Regions from separate parts of the Mus musculus genome. Here regions 1 and 2 are each linked to region 3. The links are chromatin contacts, called in public promoter capture Hi-C maps. All regions are on one chromosome and are shown on one strand. Each heading gives the region's core, a stretch centred on a gene start, on an enhancer-like site or on the middle of the called end of the contact. The rest is flanking DNA. Distances are from core to core; before and after follow the strand shown.

Evidence for each region. Promoter capture Hi-C pulls out the DNA fragments that hold promoters and counts their contacts.
Region 1: a promoter capture Hi-C map of pre-B cells shows a contact between it and region 3, with 2.8 times the contacts expected there. The contact joins the promoter of Eif4h here to the promoter of Castor2 in region 3. A contact is called at or near these places in 2 of 39 promoter capture datasets (liver and pre-B cells).
Region 2: a promoter capture Hi-C map of pre-B cells shows a contact between it and region 3. The contact joins the promoter of Lat2 here to the promoter of Castor2 in region 3. A contact is called at or near these places in 1 of 39 promoter capture datasets (pre-B cells) and 1 of 115 datasets of contacts at active chromatin or transcription factors (pancreatic cancer cells).

The regions. Positions count from the first base shown.
Region 1 is chr5:134,637,531-134,641,898 of GRCm38.p6, reverse strand. Eif4h (eukaryotic translation initiation factor 4H) reads left to right here and starts at 2,490. Exons shown (of 7, transcript NM_033561.2): 1 at 2,490-2,658. The coding sequence starts at 2,600.
Region 2 is chr5:134,613,547-134,618,119 of GRCm38.p6, reverse strand. Lat2 (linker for activation of T cells family, member 2) reads left to right here and starts at 3,095. Exons shown (of 13, transcript NM_020044.3): 1 at 3,095-3,231.
Region 3 is chr5:134,098,227-134,102,817 of GRCm38.p6, reverse strand. It overlaps Castor2 (cytosolic arginine sensor for mTORC1 subunit 2), which reads right to left and starts at 3,070. Exons shown (of 9, transcript NM_030719.3): 1 at 2,667-3,070. The coding sequence starts at 2,779. Gm15627 (predicted gene 15627) reads left to right here and starts at 3,177. Exons shown (of 2, transcript NR_166664.1): 1 at 3,177-3,692; 2 at 4,053-4,406.

The DNA of each region.
Region 1 (4,368 bases), core at 1,241-3,740, 540 kb before region 3:
GGCTTTAGCCCTAGGTAAAAAAACCAAGCAAGTAATAACAAAACAGCAGAAAAGGTAATAATCATAGGCTAAAGATGTACCTCAGAGATAGAATGTTCCCCAAAGGCTAAGGTTCTTGGTTCAACATCCAATATTGATGGAGAGAGAAAAAATACTCCCATGGCAGGCAGGACGGCTCAGTGTACAAAGGGAAATGAGTCAGATCCTAAGGCTCCAAATGAAAAAAAGAGAAAAATCCACTCCTGCAGAGAAACACCTGCACTACCCTCCCTGCCCCATGTTCTAAGCAATTATAAGCAGAAAATTAAGTACACATGGCATTTATAATTATTACGTTATTTACCTCGGTTTGTTAAGACAGAGCCCTCCTCTGTAGCCCAGGCTGCCTAAAACTCAGTCTGTGGTCCAGGCTGGCCTCAAACCTAAACCAATTGCCCTTGGAGCCTCCTAATTGATAACCATAGGCCACCCTTCCCCAGGCCTCTGATTTCTACAGGGTTCTTTTAAATTGTAAATACTATACCTGGGCACATCCAAGAATGTTGTGGTCTCCATCAGAAGCCCCAGAAAGCTCTGGGGTCGTTCATTCTCACCAGGTGGCCATTCCTCGGTACTTCATGCAGTGCAGACCAGGCTTCTGGCTGGGCTTCTGGTGGTTATTATTGTTTGTTTTGGTTTTTGGTTTATTTTTCGAGACAGGATTTCTCTGTGTAGTCCTGGCTGTCCTGGAACTCACTCTGTAGACCAGGCTGGCCTCAAACTCAGAAATCCGCCGGCCTCTGCCTCCCAAGTGCTGGGATTAAAGGCATCCGCCACCATGCCTGGCCCAGCTGGTTATTTTATTTTGTATGTATGGGTATCTTCCCTGCATGTATGTCTGTGTACCTCACGTGTACCTGATACTCTCTGATCTTCTTGGAGGCTAAAAGAGGTTGTCAGATGCCCCTGAAGCTGAGTTACAATTTTGAGTTGCTATGTGGTTGCTAGAGATAGAAATGAAGCCCCTGGAACATTAGACAATGAGTGTCCTTAGCCTCTCCTGCCCCTGGGGTTTGTTCTGTAGTTTTGTTTTGTTTTTTTTAAAACATTGTGTCTTTGTGTGTCAGGGGTACAAAAAAGTGCTGTAAAATTCAGAGGTTCTCCTTCTTCTTGGTTTTTCAAGGCAGGGTTTTTCTGTGTATCCCTGGCTGTCCTCGAACTCACTCTGTAGAGCAGGATGGCCTCAAATTCATAGATCCGCCTGCTTCTGCCTCCAGAATGAGGGGAGTAAAGGCCTTTGCTACCACTTCCTAATTTAGGAGTCACTTCTTAGGAGCTGTCCATCTTGGTTGAATTTTTTTTTTTTTTTTTTTTTTTTTTTTTTTGAGACAGGGTCTATGTACCTGGTCCTCCCGCTAGATGTGTGTGTGTGTGTGTGTGTGTGTGTGTGTGTGAGAGAGAGAGAGAGAGAGAGAGAGAGAGAGAGAGAGAGAAAGAGAGAGAGAGACTCATCTTCTACCATGTGGGTCCTGGGGATCAAACTCAGGTCAAGCTTGGTAACAAACATCCTCACTCACTGAGCCCACCTGCCCACCCTTAAAATTTCTTTTTCAGAGCAGACTCCTGCAAAAATAAAACATATCTAATCTCTTATCAGTTCAACTACAAACAGCCTCATCTTCACCACCCCTCCCCAATACCCAGACAGAGAATACAATTTGTTTTGTCTTTATAAGATTTATTTTGTTTTTTATTTATTTTATTTTATTTTGGAGACCAGTCTCAGTCTTCCTAGAGTAGGGATTACAGATATTTACCACCACGTCGTTTGTAGCAGGTCTCAAAAACAAAGATATTTCACTTCGTCTTGTTCACACACACACACACACACACACCATTCTCACTTACAAGCCTTCTGCCCTTGGTCATCTAGGGACCTCTACCTAGAACAGGTTGTCTTCCTTTTAGCTTTACCCAGGGACCATTTGTCCTGAAGAATTGTGCCCAAGTGGGACCAAGTGGGGCAGACCTAGGGCACTTTAATAAATCTAACGTGATACCAGAGATCCCAACATAGTGGCACACTGTCACCCCAGCCCTTGAGAAAGGGAGAGAGCAAAAAACAAAAAAACAAACCCAAAAAAACAAAAAACAAAACTAGGGGTTCAAGGTCATCCTCAGCTACAGCGCCCCAGCTCCAGGCCAGCCTGGGCTCCACAAAACCCAAACTGAATCTAGTGACAATGAGAAAGCAGCGTGCAGGGTGACAGACAACGCCCGAGGGGTAGGTGACCACGGGGCAGGGCGGGGCAAGGACAGTAAGAGGCAACCACGCGTGAAAGCAGCAAGCTAGCACACAATGGGCCTGGGAGGGCAGAGCGTGCGCGCGGCGCCCCGGGGGCCGGCCGCCGCACCACGTGGGCCGCAGAGCGCGCCGGGGCCAGCAGCGGGCCCCGTCGGCCCAAGGCCGGGCGCGGCGGCGCGCGCATGCGTGCGTGCGACTTGCGATCAGGCAGCGCGGCGGACAGCCCCGGTAGCGGGGCGGGCGGGGGGAGGAGGAGTTATATTGCGGGGTCCTTCCTCGCTGGCCCGCTGGTTCCTCAAGGAGCGGAGACGGCAAATGGCGGACTTCGATACCTACGACGATCGGGCCTACAGCAGCTTCGGCGGCGGTAGAGGGTGAGGCGAGCGGGGCGCGGTCAGGCGGGCCAGCGGCTCGGCCGGGGGGAGTGCCGAAAGGTTCGAAGGGGGAGGCGGCCTTGCCGCGCTCACTCGAGACGGGCGGCGGGAAGCGGCCTGAGCAGGCCCGAGGCGAGGCCTGGAAATGGCGCGCTCCGGGAGCGGCTGGCGACGGTTAGGCTGCGGGTCTCTCGCTTGCTCGCGGCGCACATCCTGCCCTCGGCTCCGCGCCGGCCCCGGACCCGGCACCCTGCGGGGCCTCGGTCGGAAAGTTAGATCACAGCGACACCGGAGGGTTTCCCGGGGATACCAGTGCCCGCCCGCCGCGTCCAGCTTTCTCCCCAGCGCGCTCCGGGCTGGGATGCAGCGCGGAAGCGGGCGGCGGCGGCGGAAGCGGCCTGCCCCTCTCCAGGGTCCCCGCTGCCTGGCGGAGCCCCTGGGTCGCTTCTGCGAGAGGCCCGCCGGCAGCGAGAGGGGCGATTTCCCTTCCGATTCGAGTCTGGATGCTGGGACCGTCGGATCCAGCGAGGGAGACAGGGAGCGGGGACCTGAACCAAAACAAATCCACCGTAGTGGGGAGTGTGCGTGGCTCTTTCTCTCTGCCTCCCTGGCGTTTCGAATGCCTTATTGACAGATACTACGTGTCTGCTGGCGGAGATTGTTGATTTCTTCCCAGTTTCTTCCCTGACCTGGGGAATCGCTTTCGCTTCGTTCTGATTCCGGTCAGATAAAGACAACATACTTTAAAACCAGTCCTCCTCCCACCTCCCTAAATCCTTTACTGATGAATAGATAGCTCCTGGTGCATAATTCCAAAAAACGGGCGCCCGGATAGTTTGTGCCCTTTTAAATAACACGTTACCAGCTGGGGTTGTGGCTCAGTCACAGAGCGATTGTCTAGCATATCTTGGATTCAGTCTCCTGCCAAACAATAGAAATAAACAAGCATCAGCCACTTGCTTTTTTTTCTTTTTTTTTTTTAAGCTTATAGGAGTTTTATGGGACAATTTAATCGTCTTGTTTATTTGTCAAGGACACACTTGGCTTTTATCCTTTTTTACAGCAAAGGTGACTTGCCCGGAGAATATCACAATAGTTGTACTGAGGTGTTGGGTTTCCTAGGTGGCTGCCCCCAAAGTGTCTTTTGTTAGGTGAAGAATGATCACCTTTAAATACCTGGGTTTGAGAGTGAGTCACAGTCTTGTTTGGTTGCAGTAGTGTACTGGGTACTCTTCATGCTTTCAGAAGGAGGAAGTTGGGGCTAAGGTGGAGCCACACGTATTTTATTTGCTAATAAAAATAAAAATAGGTGTTGGATGAAATGTTAGCATGAATACCCTTGGGGATGGCTTTCTAGGTATGGGATTTGTACTAACGTCCCATTGGGTTGTTTTTTTTGTTTTAAAGATAGAGTCTTGGTGTGTATGTAATTCTGGCCAACTTGGAACACGCCATGCAGACCAGGTGAATTCAGCCCACCTCTGCCTTCCCAGTGGTGGGATTAGAGGCCTGAGCCGGCATGCTCAGTTTGGGTTGGGTTGTTTTTCTCTACTTGAAAGAAGTAAATGTGCTCAGGGGCTCTTTTTTTCCTACTCGAATCCTCATACTGTAGAGAGGTTGAGGCAGGAGAAACCCAAGTTTCAGACAGCCTGGACTACATAGTGAGGTCTTATCTCAAAGGGGAAGAAAACGCCTTTGAACAAACTTCCC
Region 2 (4,573 bases), core at 1,846-4,345, 520 kb before region 3:
CCTTGGGATTGGTAGAAGTCTCATATCATTCTATTGAAATTAAGAATAAACTCACTACTGAAGCTGTGTGAGTCTTTTAATCCCAGTGCTCAGGAGGCAGAGGCAGGCAGATCTCTGGGATCAAAGGCAGCCTGGCCTACATAGAAGCCCTGTCTCAGAACGACAGACCATGGTTCAGGGCTTGGAAATCTGGCTCATCTGTTAAAAAGCGTTTGCTGACCTTCCAGCTACCTCCATAGTAGCTCACAGCAGTATAACTTCTAGGGGTCTGATGCCCTCTGGCCACCAAGAACCAGGCACACAAGTGTTGCACAGACATACATGCTTTCAAGACACTTGGAGTGCTTCAGTAATTCTAGCTATTCCAGGGACTGAGACAGGAGGTCTGCAAGTTCAAGGCCCATCCTGGACTACATAGCCAAGAGGCCGTCTAAAAATGAAAAATTAGAACACTACAGGGGTGTGCCTCCATATCTAGCTGTGCTGTGTTAGAAATGGAACCCAAGCGAGCACCAACTGAACAACATCCCAGTTTTGGTGTTGGTAGGTTGTGTGTGTGTGGGGGGGGGGGGGGTATCTCTAAAAAGGAATCCAGAAGCAGGCACGGGGCTGAGGTTACAAGTGACTGTGCCAGGGATCCAAGATGAATGGGTCCCTCCAGAACTGAGTGAAGTTGGACTACTGTGAGCTACTGTGTAGGTGCAAGTGGGAAAGAGGCCAACCATGATCCTCTTAGGGGTTCTCTGCCTCCCCACCTGACCCCGTGGGGAAAAAAAAGTCTGATGAACTGAATGCATCCGCACTACCTGTGGTCAGCACAGATTTCAATGGTCAACTGAGTCTCCTGGTGATCGTCCCCATGCCTGTGCTACTTTGCTTCACCACAGGGTGGCAGCAGCAGGCTTGGGGCACAGACTGGGGAAGAAACACCCAGGCTAGCACTAAACTCACAGCAGATTGCCTCCTGCCTATGTCCTTCCTCCCCACTACAGGCAGTGATACCCCCAACTGAGAAATGGCCTTGGCTGGGGGTGGAGGGGGTGCTCAGTTATTAGTGTTCTCAAAAGCCTGAGGAACCCGAGCTTGGATCCCCAGCTCTCAATGAAGCTGGGCACAAACGACGTGTGCTCTTAGCTTTGGGGACATGGGAACATGGCTATCTGGAGCTTGCAGGACCAGCCAGCCTGGACTAACTCGGTGAGTCTCTGGAGTCTCTGGCCAGTGAAAGGGAACAGTCAAGGTGGAAGCTTGGTATGGTCCCAACACTTGGGAAGAAGCAGGAGGATCTGTGAGTTCCCAGGCCAGCCAGGACTATACAGTGAAACCCAAAACACAGAAAAATTACAACCAGGAGGTGGCAAGATGGCTCAGTGGTAGAGGTAGTTTCCAGCACGCCTTTTTTTTTTTTTTTTTTAACTGTTTACTCTTTATATTTATTTATTTATTATATGTAAGTACACTGTAGCTGTCTTCAGACACTCCAGAATAGGAAGTCAGATTTCATTACCGATGGTTGTGAGCCACCGTGGTTGCTGGGATTTGAACTCCGGACCTTTGGAAGAGCAGTCAGGTGGTCTTACCCACTGAGCCATCTCACCAGCCCTGCGCACGCCTTTAATCCCAGCACTTGGGAGGCAGAGGCAGGCAGATTTCTGAGTTCAAGGCCAGCCTGGTCTACAGAGTGAGTTCCAGGACAGCCAGGGCTACACAGAGAGAGAAACCCTGTCTCAAAACAAACAAAAAAGAACTAACGTACAAAGAAATAGATGTAATAAAGACAATTTGGGTTTTTTTGTTTGGTTGGTTTGGATTGGTTTTTCGAGACAGGGTTTCTCTGTATAGTCCTAGCTGTCCTGGAACTCACCATAGTGGCCTCTAACTCAGAAATCCACTTGCCTCTGCCTCCCGAGTGCTGGGATTAAAGGCGTGCGCCACCACGCCCGGCTGACAATTTGGTTTTTAAAAAGTAGATGACACAGTCTGCATAAATCTGAGTTCAAGGCCAGCCTGCTCTACAGAGTGAGTCTCAAGACAGCCAGGGCTACACAGAAACTCGGTCTCAAAGAAACTAAAATGTGGAAGACACCAAGACTGACTTCTGGCCTCTACATTCACCCACTACCACCACCCACACACAGAGGCAGCTTGTCTATCCAGCTGTCTCTGGCACAGTGGTCCTTTGTTCCATCTGCCATCTTTATTCCCGTCTTTCTCCCTGTATCCTCTGTCCCTTATCTCTTTTATCTGCCGGTTAGTATTTGTTCTATGGGATTCCACTGCCCTAATCTCTCTCTCTGATCCCCATTCTCAGATGCCTGTGGATGCTGGAAGGATTCTAGCTTCCTCTTACCTGTGGTTGTCAGCGTCTACATATCTGCCTCTCTGTCTTTCTGGTCCTCTCCTGACCTGTGCATCTGTGTGTGTGTGTCCCCATCTCTGGTGTCTGACTGTGGCACGTGCGTGAGTGTGTACATGTCCCTCGAAACTCCGTCCTCTCCATGTCTGTGTCCATGTGAACTCTGGGGTTGACTCTCTACCCGTCGATCACTGTAGCCCTCCCTCCTCCATGTGACCTTGCTCTGTGGTGGGCATGTACTGTGTGTGCTTGGCTTTCAGTCTGCCCGTGCCTGTGCCCATCTCTCACTTCCCATTTTCCCTATGTCTGTTTTCTTTTTTATTGCCTCTCCACCCCCAGGAGTGTGTGCACATACATGTGCATGTGTGTGCACATGCACACTGCACATAAGCCTGTGTGTATGTACATATGCATCAGAGGACAACTAGACACTCACTTCATGGTTCCTGGTGATAGGAACCCTGGTTCCTCTGGTTCCAAGTTGTCCAGCTTGGTGGAACGTGCCATTACCCAGGGAGTCTTTTTTGAGACAGGGTCTCACTGTAGCTGTCCTAGCTTATATAGACCAGGCTGGCCTCAAACTCAGAGCTCTGCCTGCTTCTGCTTCCCAAGTGCAGGCATTTAACAGCACACACCACCATGCCCAGCTTTAACTTCGCTTTGTATCTCTGCATCTTTTTCTGTCTCTGCTCCACCCACTTTGTCATTAACCACCCTAGTAGTCTGGCCGAGGCGGATGTAGAGGAGATGATTCAGTAGTGACAGGAAGCCAACTGCCTTGCCCACTGCTCACCAGAGTCAGTGGTGTTGGCATCAGCTTGGGCAGGTGTGCGGCACAAGATGAAGGGGCCATGGTGAGGAGCCCTCACCCTCAGGTAAGCCTTTCCCAGGGGTGCTCCCCTGTTGTGCTACACCCCACAAGACCCTTAGGGATAGACGGAGCGGAAGCCGAGATACCTGATACCTCCCACCCTGGCCTAGTGCTGTGGCCCTTAAGGAAAGCCTATGCAGGGCTCCAGGCACCCACTTATCTATCATTGGCTTCCCAAACCCCTAGCCTCTGAGACCCCCCAAGAAGCCCCTAGGGTGGTTCTGTCACTACCAGTGACTGGAGAGGGCCAGCTAAGAGCCAGAGATGTGAGATTCTCCCGCCCGTTGAGGGTTGGCTAATGCCACAGGCCTGTGTATGGAACTTGGATGCTTTGGGGAACTGTGCCCAAGCCCTGTTCCAGCCAGGAGGAAGTTGCTATCCCCAGAAGTCCATCCAGGCCTGAGCCAGCTTGTACTTTCTGACAGATAATCCTTGTAACGTTGGTGGGCTCCTTGGTTCCGGCTTTGAACAGGTGGCCCAGATTGACCAGGGACAAGGCCTGCCAGACCTCTGTACATAGACATACTCACATATGTACGTGAACAGTCGCCCGCTGGCCTCCAGTAGGTGTCTTCAGGGTCTTCTCTCCGCCTCATTTGAAGGCCCAAGTTATTTGGTCAGACTGGGTACTGTACACTCCTCCATCAGGGCATTAGGAATGCTGAGGTGGGGAGACCCTAAGTTCAAGGCCAGGCAGTACTCCATTGTGAGGCCCTGCCGCAAAGGCTCAAACCACAGAAATGTTATTCAGCTAAGCCTGCAGGCCTCAGAGTAGCACCCCATGAATAAAGCCATCCCTGGTGTGAGACGGGTCATGTACTTCATCCAACAGACCCTCATGGCCTTTTTACCCCGAAGAACGAGCTGCCGCAGTGATCACTCACGAAGGGCCACTGAGGTTAGAAGCTCCGATGCAGTCCTCAGAAGCAAGCCTTGCTCATATGAAAACTGCCCACTTCCCTTTGAGCTATTTTGGCCCACGGAGCCACAGAGCTGTGGCGGTCCCCCACACACCCACAGCTAGCCCTGCCTGGCCCCTTGGGGCCTTCTGAGACTGCTGGGCCATTCCTCCTGCAGCCCTACCCTCTGTTCCCCTCACCCTCTGCCTCTACTCTCAGGGTAGAGAGCATCAGATAGGATAGAGGGAATTCACCGGGCCTGCTCTGGGTTTCCATCTTTTCCAGTGTTTCTTTGTGGCACAGTATGCGCCTCTCTGAACCTCCATTTGCTCCTTGGGAGGAAGAAAACATTTGGGCTCAGAGGGATCCCCAACTGAGAAGCAAGCCCCAGGCCCTGTCCAGGAAGCACCCCATGTACTCACACCTGCCTTTTTTTTTTCAATATTT
Region 3 (4,591 bases), core at 1,821-4,320:
AGAAAGCAGGCGAAGGGCTGTTACTAGTGTCTCTACTTAGGGAGATGGCTCAAGACAAAGATTCTGGATCCAGGTTCCCCAAAAGCCCCCCCCCCCCCCCCCCGCAACGCCACAGCAGGGGCCTGGCCCTGTAGAAACAGTTTCAACAGGCAGTGGATGTTCCAGGGAGTCACCATTGGGGGGAAGGTCAGTGCTAATAAGAACCTGGACCACAGTGGAGGGGAGAGAGTCAAGAATTACTCTGTGCAGGGCTTGCTGCTGTAAATAACTTAATAGCCGCACACCAACACTCCTTTAGAGACATAGCTGGCTTTAAATATGCTTTGAATGACCCACTCATTCAGTGGGTCCTGGCTGTGCTATGTCCATTTCACAGACACACAGACACACACAGACACACACACACAGACACACACAGACACACACACACACACAGACACACACACACACACACACACACACACACACACACACGGACAGTGAGCTGGCTTGGGCCACTGGGGCACAGACACACACAGACACACACACACACACACACACAGACACACACACACACACACACACACACACACACACACACACACACACGGACAGTGAGCTGGCTTGGGCCACTGGGGCTGATTCCAGCACGAAGCCACGCCTGGGCTCAGAGTGCATAAGTGCAGCAGCTTGTCAGTTCTCAGAGCAACTATACTCAGCAGTTTCTAGAGTTAGCGTCTGAAGACAAGGAGGTGACCTTTGACCTCTGAGTCATCTTGCAACTGGACCGGTCACTTGGGCCTATCTTGGAAGGGAGGAGGGGTACCAACCCTACAAGGGCACAAGGTGTTTCTGTGGTCAGGTAGGCCAGTATGAGCTTGTCTCTGGGCCTCAATTTGAGACCTTCAACTTGGACCCTGGGAGTGACATATGAGGGATGCTCATACACACACAAAAAGGCCAGACCCTTCACCAAGGCACAGGGAACAGACAGAGCCAGCCTTTCTCTTGTCTTTCTAAAAAGAGAAAGAAAAAAAATGAAAAGTTCCCCTAAAAGCCCTCTTTTCTCCAGCCTGAGAAAGAAAGGAGGAACCAGGAGGTTGTCAGGGGCTGTTGAGGCCAGAGGTTGGCAATCTGGTACCTCCAGCTTCTGAGTCCTGGGGATTGCCTGGAGAGTGGGCAGAGAGCGAGCGAGTGGATACAGGATTAGAAGGTGGTGACAGAGGGGCTTCTTGCACTTGGGGGGTGGGGAGGGAAGCGTGCTCAGAACCTGAGCTGTTAGCTTTGTTTTCAAATGACCTGTTTAATGATTTACCTGGGGCCATCCAAGGAGCAAGGGGCTCCTCGGACAAGGGAGGTAAGGACTCCAAACCTCTGGTCCCCGCAGATATGACAGCTCTCAGAGAAGAAAGTAAACACTGGCAAAGCTACCTAGCTGGCTTCATCTGCTAAACAATAGCCCTGACCAAGCTCAGAAATAGCCCTGTCCAAGTCAGATCCCTAAGGCAAGAACTTTTAACAGGCCCTTCCCCCTGAGCCCAACTGGTAGGAGACAAGACAGCAAGGCAGGGGAAGGAGGGAGGGGTCTGTGTTTGCTGTTCATTTAACTTAATCTTGACCCATAACGTATCCATTCCTTTGGCAAGGAGGTAAGAGCATCCTCGCTTTAAATCCCCCTCCCCCCCTCCCCCCAAACCAGACCCATCATAATGGTAAGTGAATGGTAAGGGGTTTGAGTCAATGGTAGCTTGCTCCAATTCCCACTGCATAAGGGGAAATGGGCAATGAAAAGAAAAGGTAGTCTGACTAATCTAACAGGAGTTTATGAAGTCAAACACATCCAGCAACGGGAAAAAAAAAAAATCTAAGATTAAAAAAAAATATTTTTTTTCTTCTTTTTCTTCTTACCTCCCAAGGCCTTCCACTATTTTTCTCCCCCTGGAACATCCAAGCCCAGGTTCCAGGCAGATCCATCAACACGTCTGCTCCTCCCCTTCCATGGTTCAAAATCCCCCCCCCCCCCCACTTCGCTGGACCCCCAAAGAGAAAAGAAATCAGCGACCCTGGCCCTGCTGCCCCTCCCCCGCTGCCTGCACCTCTTCTCCCCTCGCAGGCACCTGGAGATAAACATCTACTAATGATTTTATGATATTTCTGTTCTGGGGTAGACCGACCTCAGCGCCATCCCTCCCCGCTTGCCAATGGCTACAGGGGGGCCGGCCCAACTGGGAGGAGGGTAGTGGTGGTGGTGGTGGTGGTGGATGGATGGGGGGATGGGGCGTGTTTAGTTTGTAAATTTCCTCCTCCAGATCCCCACACCTGTTTTTCATTCATTCATTCGTTCATTCATTCATTCACGGATGCATCATAGAGGCCATTTAGGGAGGTTACTCGGGATCTCGGGGAAGGGACTGAGACGGGAGGGGGGGGTGTTGGGTGTTGGTGGCAGCAGTTGGAGGCGCAGTGGGGTGGGGGCTTCTGGGTGGAGGGGACCCCCACTAGAGAGCACAGGGGTGGCTTTGTCCGATGCAGGAGAATGGCAGAGATTAGGGGGGGATGAAGTTGTTTTGCACTGCGTCCCCCCGGGGTGCGCCTCTTTGTCTGTCCCGGGGCTGGTACCATGAGCCCCCCCCGACACCCCCCCCCCCCGTCAGCCATCCCCTCGCCCCTTACTCTCTTTCTCTCACCTGGTCTTGGAAGACAGGAAGGCAAGTTTGATGAGGCCGTAGGTGAAGAGCGGGATACTCTCCTTGGCGACGCTGGCAACTTGCAGCCGGTGTTCCAGAATGTGCAGTTCCATCGTCCGCCCAGGGCTCCTCCACGGCGGATCATCCGCGGTGGCCCGAGTTGGGGGGGGGGGGACGGGGACGAGCCGCGGCCCCCGCCCCCTGTGCGCCCCAAGCCGTGGGGCAACCGGCCCAGGGAAGGGGGCCCGGAGCTCGATGCCGGGTTGATTCGTACTCGAGCCAGAAAAAGGAAGCTTGGCAAGTTGCAAAAAAAGGAGGCCTGGGGAGGACCTGCGGGGTGCAGCAAGCTACGGGGTGGACAAGCAAACAGCGCCCGGCTGAGCGCGGCGCCCGGCGCAGCAGCAGCTGGTGTTCGCTGTAACAAACAACTTGCCACTCAAACGCCGGGCCCGTGATGCGCAGGCGCCAGCCGGGAGGCCACGCAATGCCAATCGGGATTTGTAGTCCGCGCGCGCGCTTTTACGCGGCCCTCCCCCCAACCCCCCGGACTACTCCAGCTTGCTGATGTCAAGCCAGGGGGGCTGGGCTGCTGCGCCACGGTGCCCTGGGAATGCAAGATTTCGGGGTTCCCCAGGGACACAGAGGAACCCGATGGGACATATAGGGAATTTGGAGCGGATTTAAGCTTAGATGCATGCTCTTTAATCGCTCAAACTCAGGATTAGGTACTTTCTTTGGGGTGTCAATCGAGAACCCCTTTCCTCAACAAGCAACTCCAGCGTTGGAAAAGGCCTGATCCTGCCAGAGGAGAGATTTAGAGGAATCGGTGATTGTCGTTCAGGGAAGGAAAGCAAAAGAAGAGTTGGGTTAGATAGAGAAGGGTGCCGGCTTCCTTGGAAAAGGGTGCTGGGGGCTGAATGAGAGCACGCAGGCAGGGGGAGGGGGGCGCTCAGAGGGAGAGCTGCGCGGCCTTCCAGGCAGAAGGAACACCGTGTCCAAACGCACAGAAGCGTGAAAGCCCCCACGGTACTGTGTTTGGCTTTGTTGCTGCGGAAAATGTGAGGGAGGATAGAGATAAGGCAGGCACGGGAACCAGGACCCGGGTCTCCGGGATCATGGGTGCAAAGCTGCTGAAGTAACTGTGGATCTGGGAGGGTGGAGGGGTAAGGGGGAGCGGGAGGGGGTTACCGGGGTGAGGTGGAGAGCGGAACTGAATCTGAATGAGAGTTATCCTTAGTGTTTCTAACCCCAGGCTTGAGTGCTGTATGGGGGACCTGTTTAGCAAATATTCTGCCCGCCCCTCCCGCCCCTCTCCCTTTCATGGCTGACTAGGTTTTGAAATCCTCTAGGTTAAAGTTACTGACTAGTGCTTTTGCCCTTTGGCAGAGTGCTTTGACGTTGTGGTGGGTCAAGTCTACCTGACGAGGCGAACAGGGAACTCTTCGGGGAGAAAATCCTGCCTGTCAATCTCATATTCTCAGTTCCCTTCTATCAGATGGGGGCTTATTGTGCTGCCTCATACCCACTAAAGGGCGTGAAACCCAGAATTCTCACTATGTCTTTTAATGTAGTTAAAGATTGGGCCTTCGAGATGGCTCAGTGGGTAAAGACGCTGCCAAGTTTGCTGACCTGAGTTCGATCTTCTGGACCTTGGAAGGAGAGAATGGAACCCTGCAGGTTGTTCCTCTGATTTGTACATGCGTGCACACACGTAATTTCAATAAATAACTGATAGCTCTATTTTTCTTTTGTTTTGAGACAGAGTCTCGTTTATCTCATGTTATCCTTCATCAAGTCTATCTATAGTTGAAGATAACCTTGAACTTCTGATCTTTTCGCCTCCATTTCGGTTGCCTGTACAGAGCCACATCTGGTTTATGCTGTGGTGGGGATGGAACCCAGAGCTTTGTACATAGTAGGCAGAC